Linked DNA regions of Mus musculus: region 2 is linked to region 1. Evidence: chromatin contacts called from public HiChIP or PLAC-seq data. All regions are on one chromosome and are shown on one strand. Each heading gives the region's core, a stretch centred on a gene start, on an enhancer-like site or on the middle of the called end of the contact. The rest is flanking DNA. Distances are from core to core; before and after follow the strand shown.

What was found. HiChIP or PLAC-seq counts read pairs in DNA pulled down with a chosen protein or histone mark.
Region 2: a contact with region 1 is called in a FOXA1 HiChIP or PLAC-seq map of pancreatic cancer cells. The contact joins two enhancer-like sites. A contact is called at or near these places in 1 of 39 promoter capture datasets (stem cell-derived epiblast-like cells), 1 of 484 Hi-C or Micro-C datasets (embryonic stem cells), 2 of 115 datasets of contacts at active chromatin or transcription factors (extraembryonic endoderm stem cells and pancreatic cancer cells) and 1 of 9 other capture datasets (pancreatic islet).

Annotation. Positions count from the first base shown.
Region 1 is chr7:25,703,071-25,708,810 of GRCm38.p6, reverse strand. Tgfb1 (transforming growth factor, beta 1) reads right to left here. Exons shown (of 7, transcript NM_011577.2): 6 at 4,533-4,686; 7 at 3,734-4,027. The coding sequence ends at 3,869. Among named protein-coding and RNA genes, the nearest start is that of Ccdc97, 13 kb to the left of the region's middle. Within about 2 kb of position 2,795, at least 143 of the 459 cell types and tissues checked have an H3K27ac peak or open chromatin away from gene starts, as enhancers often do. A contact at or near this core is called in pancreatic cancer cells, where this site is marked.
Region 2 is chr7:25,900,115-25,905,853 of GRCm38.p6, reverse strand. The region is part of intron 1 of Cyp2b10 (cytochrome P450, family 2, subfamily b, polypeptide 10); the gene reads right to left. Among named protein-coding and RNA genes, the nearest start is that of Cyp2b10, 5.3 kb to the right of the region's middle. Within about 2 kb of position 3,648, at least 38 of the 459 cell types and tissues checked have an H3K27ac peak or open chromatin away from gene starts, as enhancers often do. A contact at or near this core is called in pancreatic cancer cells, where this site is marked.

The sequences.
Region 1 (5,740 bases), core at 1,546-4,045:
ACAAAACACACACCACCTTTCAAAAATAAATAAAAACTCACAGACCCACAAAAATGTATAAAACACCTCAGTTTCAGGTAAAACCAACACTAACTGCAAAAATTTATACCCAGGGGACCTGTGAAGATTCTACAGGAGAAAACAAATTAGACTCAAAACTCATCCCAGATATGCAACCCGCTGGTATAGCAAACAGGGCTAGCGGGAACCCACAGAAAGAGCTCCAGCTTGCCCAGGCGAAATGTGAAGCGGCAGACACTCAGCAGAAATGTGGCACTGCTAGCCACAAACACAGAGCTGAACACACACCCCAAACTGACAAAGCCAGGCAGGCCAAAAGCCCTCAGGGATCAGTGGGGGTGGGTTGAGGGGAAGAACGGGCTGCTCTGAACACCTAGAAGGTCACACTGGAAACAAAACACATTGGTACTGTGTGCGCCTGGAGATTAGGCTTCAGGGGAAATTTTGTTCCTGCCTCTCCCACCCTACCCACCCTCGCTCACCCAGCAGGTCCAGGACGGGACAGGAAGGCCTGTGCAGGCCTCCTTGGCTGCTTCCTGCCCTGGAAGTTGGACGGGAAGCTAGGGCTCCAGGCGGAACCCAGACTCCCTCCCACAAGTTCCCCCGTGCCCCAGCTGCCTAACCCTGTATCCTGTCTGTCCTGTGTGAGGTAGATGCTGGTGGGTAGGAGGGATGTGTCCTGTGCTGGGTCAGGCCACCCATCGAGCCCAAGTGCCAGGGCAGCAGAGATGCTGAGCCTGCAATTTACCCTCCCCCAGGCCTGCCAGCAACCAGGCCTGCCTAGGAGCAACAGGCAGGTGGGTGGGCTATGTCACCAGTGGGCAGGACATGGGGCACAGCCAGCAGTTGTCATATCCGCAGGCTCTGGGAATGAAGGCCTGGTATAAGGGCTCGGCAATCCTGGGGGTGTGTCTGGGTGCGTGGGAGCTACTAGTCTGGGATCCTGGGTGTGACTGTGTCTGGGTCTGTGGGGCCACTTGGGACTCCCCAGGCAAGTGGGTGTGTGTGAAGAGTGTCAGACAGTAGCTGTGACCTACTGGTAGTCTGGCTGGGACTGTGACGTGTATGAAACCCCGGCGTGTGTGGTATGAGTGGGTTTGCAGCGGGTCACGCAATGACCATGACCCCGTGGAGGATGTTTGTGTAACTGCCGGGGGGAGTAGTCTGTTTCCCAGCTGGGCTCTGATGCTGTGATGTGTGTCTGGTGTGTTTGACACTGTGAATCTGTCTGGCATGTGGTGCAAGCTTGGCCCTATAATGTATATTTATGTGATGGCCTTTTCTATCAAACTTTCTACTTGTGTCATGTCCTGTGAGGGCCCAGGGCTGGACTGTTTATAGTCTGTATGTGTGGTCTGTGTCGACTGCCAGGTGTCAGAATCTATGTCACTAGTCTTGAGAGGTGAATGTGTTGGTGTAGTTGTGGGACCCTGTCCATACTTTGGCTTCTGCTGGGGGTAGTGGGGCTATTCAGCAATCCTTGAATGACTACAATCCTGATTGTGTTCTTGCTTGCGTGTTTGTGTATCTGCCAGGCCAGAGCTAGTGGCAATGACAAATGTTCTTGTCCTGCCCCAAACCCCAACCTGTTCCTCAGAGGCTCTCAGCCCCTGATGGGACGAGACTAGGAGGCCTCTGACCCACTCTTCCAGGCTCAGTGCTGTCAACCTCAAACCAAAGGAACTCTGCCCTCAGTCACCCTGCCTCCCTCCCTCCCTCCCTCCCAGACACTCCCTGAGTGGAAAGCAAGTTTAGGAGCCCTGGGGGCCTGAGAAAGGCAGAGGGTAGGGGAAGTGAAACACAGGAGAAAGGAGGAAACGGGCTTGAGAAAGAGGAAGCAGGAGAGAATTCACAAGCTCCCCCCAGCAGATGGGAAGAGATGAAACACAGGACTCGCTAGGCTCAGGCAGCCGGTCTTTCTTGCCTGGGTAACTTATCTTCCTGAGGACACATGCATGCATATACGCTCATGCATGTGCACTCTCTCTCTCTCTCTCTCTCTCTCTCTCTCTCTCAACCCCAGGAAGGGAGGAGGCAGGGTGACTGAGGACAGAGTTCCTCACCATTCACTTAACTCGCAGTGATTTACCAGAAATGGAGGCCTCGGATACAGCTTTTTAGCTCATCTGGTAAGGCTATGTGTCCCCCAAGTTCTTTTGGGGTCCCATACTCCTGATCAAGATATGATCAAGAAAGCAGTCTTAGATCCATGTGCAGATGCTAAACTAACTAAGTTCTGTGGATTTAGGAAGTAACCACCTTCCGTGTGTGTAAATACTTCCTCCTGTAAAGAGCACACGATCCCCCAAAAAGGATAAGCAAGCTTTTGGAGAGAGTGGGAAGGACTGAGGGGTTTTCCATATACTTAGCTCTGCTTGGCTGGGGGCTATGTAGATCAGGCTGGCTTTGAACTTGTGGTGATGATACTCCTGCCTCTGCCTCCTGTTCAAATTACAGGCAGCCTGTTCAGACCACACCCATCTTCACAGGTTTTCCAGAAGGACCAGGTGATATTGCTGGCCCTGCATACGAGGCTGCAGAAACAGTACATGGCTCCAAACAGTATGTGGAGGAAGCAGCGAGTGTGGCCGTGAGCCAGCGGGACTTATTTACAGAAACAGGCTGCAGGCTGCAGGCTGCAGGAGGCTTGGGGCCAACCTTGGCCAGCCCCTGCTCTGTCAGGCTGTGGGAAGAAAGCTGTGATCAAGGACAGCCACACACCTGACATGTAGGAGAGTTGTCATTCCCTGGCTTGTGCTGACTTGGATCTGACTCAGCGCCCAACACCCTTCCCTTAGACTCTTCCAGTCACGTTGCTCTCTTTCCTCACACAGTGGCACACCCCAAGATGGCTGTCACTTGTCACTTCCGGTCTTCCAAGAATCTCTCTCTCTCTCTCTCTCTCTCTCACACACACACACACACACACACACACACACACTCCCTGATTCCACTTCCTTCTTGTGGCTCCCCCTCCCCCTAGGCTCCTTTCACCCAGTGACATAGTCAGCACCAACACCAACTACTGATTTGGTGTTTTGGTATTTTGGAGACCGTTTCTTCTATGTGTAGTCCTGTGTATCCAGAACTTGCTCTGTAAACCAGGCTGGCCTCAAACTCAGAGACCAATCTGCTACAGCCTCCTGAGTGCTGGTCTTAAAGGCCTGTGCCACCACATTCTGTGAATTGGGGGTTTTTTGGGATAGGGTCTAATGTAACCCGGAAGCCCCAGAGTTCCTTATCTAACCCTTGCCTTCCCACTGCAGGCATTTCAGTACCACACACTCAACTCTGAACCAGTAGCCTGGTTATATCTGAGCTAGCCTGAGCTATATCTATCTGCCTGCCTCAGTCTCCTGAATGCAGGGACTTGTCACATGGGGCCACCACAACCCACTGTATCAGCACTTTTTGCTCTTCCATATACTCATCATCCAAGAAATGAATTCATCCCAGCAGGAATTCAGGCTCTCCCGGATTGCCTCGTGGATGCTCAGAGGTATAAAGCACTGTGAACGGTGCCTAAAGAGATGATACCTGAGTCTAATAGGGTTTTCCCTGGGCCTCAGCGTCGCCCCCTGGAATTCTGGGATCAAAGCCGGCGTTCCTTAGGGAGTGCTGGAGGCGATTGCACAGAAAGGGACAAGATGTGGTAGGGGCGTCAGCTAAGAGGGAGACGCAATCCGGCGGCCAATGACACGGAGACCACCAGTCCTCTGTCACCTTTAATGGGCCCCCCAGGTGGGCTTGAGGGGGGGTGCAGGTGTCCTTAAATACAGCCCCGGGCGCTGCGGGCGGGGCGGGGGCGGGGCCGGGCCTGCCGGGAGGGGCGGGGCGGGGCGGGGCTTCAGCTGCACTTGCAGGAGCGCACAATCATGTTGGACAACTGCTCCACCTTGGGCTTGCGACCCACGTAGTAGACGATGGGCAGTGGCTCCAAAGCCTGCGGCACGCAGCACGGTGACGCCGAAGCGCCCGGGTTGTGTTGGTTGTAGAGGGCAAGGACCTGCGGGTGGGCCGGGGTCACTGCCAGAGTACAGGGGCTCCCCCTATCTCTCTCCCCACCAGGATCTCTACATTTCTGTCTCTTATCTCTGAGCCTCCTCAACTTCCATCTCTGTTTCCCTATCTCTCCCAGTCTATTTCTATATATGTCTCTCCCTATTGTTCTCTGTCCCTCATCTGTCCCCATCTCGGCCTCTCTCTCTCTCTCTCTTCCTCTCTCTCTCTCTCTCTTCATCCTATCTCCTCTTCCTGTCTGCCTCAGTCACTTACTCTCCCATCTCCAATTCTCCCCACCTCCTTTTCTGTATCTCTCCACATCACTAGCTCTCTTGCCTTTCTCACCCAATCTGTTTCTTTCCATCTCTCCAGCTCTGCTCTGCACCCCCCCCCTGCTCTTCTCCGTTTCTCTGTCACCCTATCCCGCTGACTCCCCACTGCTCTAAGCTTCCCATTCTCTCCCTACCACCCCAGCCTCTGCTCCAGCCTGTCCCATGAGCCAGACCCACCTTGCTGTACTGTGTGTCCAGGCTCCAAATATAGGGGCAGGGTCCCAGACAGAAGTTGGCATGGTAGCCCTTGGGCTCGTGGATCCACTTCCAACCCAGGTCCTTCCTAAAGTCAATGTACAGCTGCCGCACACAGCAGTTCTTCTCTGTGGAGCTGCAGGCAGGAGGAACAAAGGTCAGAAGCAGGGACAACCCTGCAGCCCGCTCCAGCCCTCGGCTGCCCTCAGCCTCCTGTCCAGCTCAGGCTCTCCAGGACGCCTGTGATGACAATAGTGACACTACAACCATCCAGGCTGCCAGTGAAGCACCTCCCACTGGGCAGGCACTTGAGAGCCAGTGCAGGGCTAGCAACAGTCCCATGAGCACTCTCGGGGAGGACGTAATAAGTCCTGTCACATCCCCACAGAACACACAGGAGTAATTCACAGTCCAACATGTGCCTGCACGTCCTATTTGTAGGACACATATTTACCAAACCTCTACTGAATATGGGGCTAGGGCCGGTGCTCCTGAATGGCACAAACAGGACAGATGGAAGCCTTTGGAGGCCATAGCTACTCACTCCTTCCTCCTGTTTACGTCAAATGCCTGTTATCACCATGAGTCTATCTGGCTTTCCTCAGTGTCCTCCCTCGCCCACCCTGACAGCCACATGGGCTTCCTCTCTAGTCCTCAGACCCAGTCATAGCCAGGCAAGAGGGCTCACACTTTCGATCCCAACACCTGGGAGGCACAGGCAAGGGTGATTAGAAGTTCCAGGTCCTCCTTGGAGACATAGTGAGTTTGAGGCTAGCCTGGGCTATGTGAGATACTTTCTACCACCCAGGGAGCTTTAACTCCTAAAAATGCCATCTTGCTTGAAGCAGGTGTCCAGTATCAGTTACATAAATGAACAGTGCCTCCTCTGACCAGCCCTTTCCACTTGCCTTCCAAACTCTCCCTCCAAACAATTGTTAAATTCCACCCTGGGAATTCAGTACTACAATTACTACAAGAAACTGTATTTCTTTTCCCTTTTTTTTTTTTTTTGGTTTTTTTGTTTGTTTGTTTGTTTGTTGTTGTTGTTTGGTTGGTTTGGTTTGGTTTGGTTTTTTCGAGACAGGGTTTCTCTGTATAGCCCTGGTTTTCCTGGAGCTCACTTTGTAGACCAGGCTGGCCTCGAACTCAGAAATTCGCCTGCCTCTGCCTCCCGAGTGCTGGGATTAAAG
Region 2 (5,739 bases), core at 2,399-4,898, 200 kb before region 1:
TAGGGGTTGCAACTTCATTGGGAGAACAACAGAGGCTGGCCTGATCACCCAGTTCTCCCTGCGTCTAGACCACCAACCCAGGAGTGTACTGGAGGAATCCATGGTTCCAGATACATATGTAGCAGAGGATGGCCTTGCCTGACAGCAACGGGAGGGGAGGCCCTTGGTCCTGGGGAGGTTTGATGCCCCAGAGTAAGGGGATGCTGGAACGGTGGGACAGGAGAATGTGGGTGGGTGGGGGAACAGGAAGGACAGATGTGGGATGGAGGTTGGTGGAGGGGGTAACCGGGAAGTGGAATATCATGGGATGGGGGTCTGTGGAAGTGGAATATCATGGGATGGGGGTCTGCGGAGGGGTTAACCAAAAAGTGGGATATCATTTGAGATGTAAACAAGTGGAATAATAATAATAATAATAATAATAATAATAATAATAATAATTGTTTCAGAGCCAGCAACAAAGTACTAAGGTGCATATTTTACATATCAAATTCCACCTGGCCTCCAGGTTCTCCCAGCATCCCTCAGTCCCTACCTGGCATACTCTGGTCCCAACCCTGAATTTTCCAGTCCAGCATCTGGGCTGCCCTTCTCTCAAAAGAAGCTCCTCCCTATATAATCTAGATATTGTGTTCTCTTTCCCCCTCCCCCTCCCTCCTCCCTCCTCCCCCCTCTCTCCTCCCCCCTCCCCTTGCCCCTCTCCCCTCTCTCCTGTCTCTCTTCTCCTCTTTCTGTGGGCACTTTCTTTCACTCTTTTTGTTCTCCCCACCCCTCCCAATGGCAACTTCCCAGCCTCCATCCTTGGACCCCCACCCCAGGGCAACGTCCCAATAAACCTGCCTTTAATATAACCTAATCTGGCTTGCATTGGCTCATTTCACCAGTGGAGAAATAACATATCAATAATTAATTTCAATTTCCTTCTAATTCTAGGAAGCACCTGCAGAACTTCCATCGGGCATCACTGTGGTGCCTCTAACCTCGGGGACTCTGAAACGTCCCTTCTATCACATGTTGTTTCAGACGCTGGCCAAAGGCTGAGCATGTGTTTTCCAGCACTGAGTTTTTCCCTCTCTTTTTCCGAAGCTCCCCCACTTGTTTCTCACCACGCAGCTGCTTGCAAATAGCATAGATTCCTCTATTTCTCGCTCCCTTCTTCCACTTCCGGAAGCCGCCAAGATATACCACGTGCCTACCCTTAGTGTTTTAAACCTCAAACTCTAGTAAGATTGCCCTCAGATTCCTTCTGCATTTGTTTCTAACACCAGTTTCCATGGTAGCAGTGGGTTTCCCCTGATGACCTAAATGAAACTCTAAAGAAAATCCTCTGAGGGAAAAAATAAATAAAAAGGTGACTACACTGCGGGACCTTAGGAGCCACCTGAGAGGAACCCCAGGCACTGAAAATGGATCCCAGGCTCACCACTCTTGAATCAAGCCTCAAGAGCCAGACTTAAAAGCCTAATGAGGCATCCAACGAGCAGACAGGGATTCATGTTCTTGTGAGCCTACCACGGGTGTATAATGGACTTTATGTGTGTGAGTATTGAGCCTGCGTGTATGTAAATATACCACATGAGTGCAGTGCCCTCAGAGACCAGAAGAGGGAGCCATAGTCCCACTGAGACTGGAATTAGAGACAGCTTGAGATGTGTGTGTGTGTGTGTGTGTGTGTGTGTGTGTGTGTGTGTGTGTGTGTGTGCTGGGAATTCAACCTGGGTCCTCCAGAAGAGCAGCCAGTGTTCCTAACAAACTCTAGTTTGTACATTTTAAAATGCTATTTGTTCTGGCTTTCCCTGATTCTCTGCCTAGGGCTTGTAATGAGTACCTATGCTCACGCCTGCTCCCAGCAGCATGGGATCACCGCCTCTTCCCTAAGGTCTCCAATTTCTCTTTTCCCCACTCCTCTCTTGCCTCTTCTCCATCATGTCTCTACCCAGACTTCAGTCAAGACCTTGTTTTCCTCCCTGCACTTGATTGTTAAAACCACTGATTCATTTTCAGGGCCCCTGTCACACTTAATGACCCCACCCAACAGAAAAATGCCAGGTAAGTGACCACTCACATTCATTAATGACAGAGTGATGAGACAGGATAAAGAAACTAGTTACCCTGGGGAGAGAACCCTGAATGCAAGAGTCTGAGGAGTGTCTTCACTGGAAGTCAGGAATGCCAGAAAATGTTCTAGTTATTACTTTCTCCTCCTCTTTCTCTTCCTCCTCCTATTTTTCCTCCTCCTCCTTCTCCTCTTCCTCCTCCTCCTCTTCCTCCTCCTCCTCTTTCTCCTCCTCCTCCTTCTTCTCCTCCTCTTCCTCCTCCTCCCTTTCCTCCTCCTCCTCCCATTCCTCCTCCTCCTCATTCTTTGATTTTGCTTATTTTGCATGTGTGGGTGCTTTGTCTTCGTGTGTGTGTGTGTGTGTGTGTGTGTGTGTGTGTGTGTGTGCACGCGCGCGCGCGCGCGCGCCACATGCATGCAGTACTCACAGAGGACAGAAGAGGGCATCGAATACCCTGCAACTGGAGTTGCAGGTGGTTATGAGCAGTTTATTTGGTTCCTGAGAATCAAAACCAGGACCTGAGAGGAACGGCCAGTGCTGCTGAGCCAGCTCTCCACCACCACCGCACAGTTTCTTCTTATGTTTTCAAAAGAAGCACTTCTATCTGGAATTACGTGTGACTGAAACCTAAGTCCAGACACGCGTTCCCACTGAACAGCTTCGGAAATGATCTATCACCAAATTGCAGCCGTTTTGGAAATTATATGAGAGTTCCCATTCTTGAGAAGATAATGTTAAGGAGCCTTAAAAGCAGTTTAGAATAGGCTCCTTCCTCCCTTCTCCCTCTTCCCTCCTACCCCCTCCCTCCTCTCTCCTCTCTCTAGTCGTGAGTGGAAACATGATATTCTTGCCTGCTCCAAAGATTTGACTCCTCTCTTAAGAGTTAATTAAGCTGGCTATTGATCACCTAGCCAAGCCCTGGGAAGACTGACTCACCTAAACCATAAGAGATGATAGGAATACTCATCCCTTTGCTGAGAGTGTGTTTATCTTTCCCAGAAGCCCTGCCCTTCATGTAGCCACATGCAGAACTTCCATCAGCAGCTTTTCCAGCCCTCCCTCAGAGAAGTCATCACTCTTTCTTATCTTTCTTATCTTTTTCTTCTGGATCTCTACCAAATGCTGGGTCTGCTTTCCTTGACTCTGCGCCTGTTCTCCTCTCCTCTGAAGCTATGCCTCCTTCACACACTCTCTCACTGTGTGGCAGCCTACAAACAGCACGGAGTCCCCTCCTCCTCATCGCCGACTTCCTCCTCTGGCAGCTGCCAAGATTCACAACTTGTGTGCTTTGGTGTTTGCCTCTCAAATCCTAATAAAATGGTACTTGAGTTTCAGAAGGACGTAAAGCCTTAGAAAGGCAAATATTTTTAGTTGAATGTTTTTAGTGCAAATGTTGGCAGTGGCTGGAAGCCAAAGCTTAGGCTTGTTTCTCGACTCCTGACCAACAGAATTTCATCATGCTTACAAAATCATTCTCAGTAATGTATGCTTGATAAAAAGCCTACATGATCACATTCAGCAACACAGCCTCCTGGAAGAGTAGCTGTCGGTTTCTTGAGTCACAGCTGAAACTTCCTGAGAACATTCCAGATTGCATATCAGAAAACCCAGGCCCACAAGCACATGAGCAAAAACAAGCAGTTTGGAATTGAGCTAGATCTCATGACGCTGCACTTGAGTCAGGCTGTTGGCTCAGCCTCAACACACTTAAGACAACCAAGCTGGTTTCTCCTGGGGTTCCTGGGACATCACCATCACTTGGCATCCAGAACCACCTGTCTGGACCAGCTGCCCTTCTCTTCTTGCCTGCTCCATGTACTATACCTTGAACATGGTTTAAGTGCCCTCCATGTGTTCACATGCTGGAGGTTAGTCCCCAAAGTGGTTGTGTTGAGAGGTGGTTAAGCCTTCAAGTGCTGGAGCCTAGTGAGAGGCATTGGGTCTTCAGGGCAGATCCACAGAATACCTTAACACTGGGCAAGCAGAGAGGGCTGGATGCTTAGAGAATTGATTGTTACAGACCAAGGCCACCCCACATGGTTAACCCCTTCTGCATGTGACAGATTCTCTTCTCTCCTTTCCAATCACTGTGCTGTGACACATGCAGAGGGTTCCTCACCAGAGGTCGGACCAGAGGAGTGCATGATCTTAGATGGGCCATGATGGCCATGATTATAAACTCAATAAACCTACTACCTTTTAATTGTCATGTGTGTGTGTGTGTCTGTATTTGTGTAACTGTAGTGTGTGTGTGTGTGTGTGTGTGTGTGTGTGTGTGTGTGTGTGTGTGCCACATGTGTGTGGGTACTCCCAAAAGTCAGAGGAAAATGTCAGATCCTCTGGAGCTGAAGCTACGGGCAGTTGTTAGCTGTCCTATACGGACACAGGGAGTCAATCTGGATCCTCTGGAAGAGCAGCAAGCATTCTTAACCCATGAGCCGTCATTCTAGGCCCATACACCTTCTTACTTTATAAAAGACCTCTTGCTTGTTGTAGTAACAACAGAAAGCAAAGGCACCAGAGAACTCTACTTGCTGGTTCAGGTGGACCGTTTCTATTCTTTCTGTTCTTGGTTTCAGCCAGACCAGTTCCTCCCCATGACCCAAAAATTCAACATCTACCTCTTCTCCATTGCATCATGTTCTTGTTCACCATTACATCATGTTCTTGTTCACCATTACATCATGTTCTTATTCACCATTACATCATGTTCTTGTTCACCTGGACCTGCTCCTTCCTCATCTGCCCCTCATGGCTCCCCAGGAACAGCTTCTTTTCTCCCTTATTCTCTCTCCGGAGAGTCTTTGGGAATCTGATCAGATTCTACCTCTTATATAAACCATTACAACCCCTCCAATGATCTTAAAACTCAATTAGGGTGGGAGCTGGAAAGATAGCTTGATGTTTAAAAGCATTTGCTATTCTTTCAGAGGCCCTGGGTTCTGTTTCCAGCACCCACTTGGTGCTCACAATGTGTAACTCGTTTCCAGAGGATCCTACAATCTTTTTGAGCACCAATAATGCACACGGGTGTCAGGAATGCAGCCCCACTCTTTGATCCTGCCACTACTACTGCTAAACAGCCCAGCGTGGGATTCTTTATTGTTCAAAATATATAGTTAGAAAGGCAACCAGGCCATCGCATCAGAGTTGGTATAAGCTCTGATTTCCTTCCAACTGCACATTTCCTAGACCCTAAGAGCCCTGTGTGATTGTAACATTAAGATCACTGTCACTAAAATGGAGCAGAGACTGAGGGAATGGCCAACCAATAACTATCCGAACTTGACACCCATCCCTTGGGCAAACACCAATCCCTGACACTATTAATGATACTGTGTTATGCTTGCAGACAAGAGACTATCTTAACTGTCATCTGAGAAACTCCACCCAGCAGTTGACTAAAACAGATGCAGAGACCCACAGCCAAACATTGGATGGAGGTAGAGAGTTTTTTAGCAAAGTTGGGGGAAGGATTGAGGGCCCCAAAGGGGATAGGAACTCCACAGGAAGAAGACAAAGTCAACTAACCTAGACCCTTGAGGGGTCTCAGAGACTGAACCACCAACCAAAAAGCATGCACAGGCTGGACCTAGGCCTCCCTGCACATATATAGCAGAGGTGTCACTCAGTCTTCATGTGGGTCCCAAACAACTGGAGCAGGGGCTGTCTCAAAAGCTGC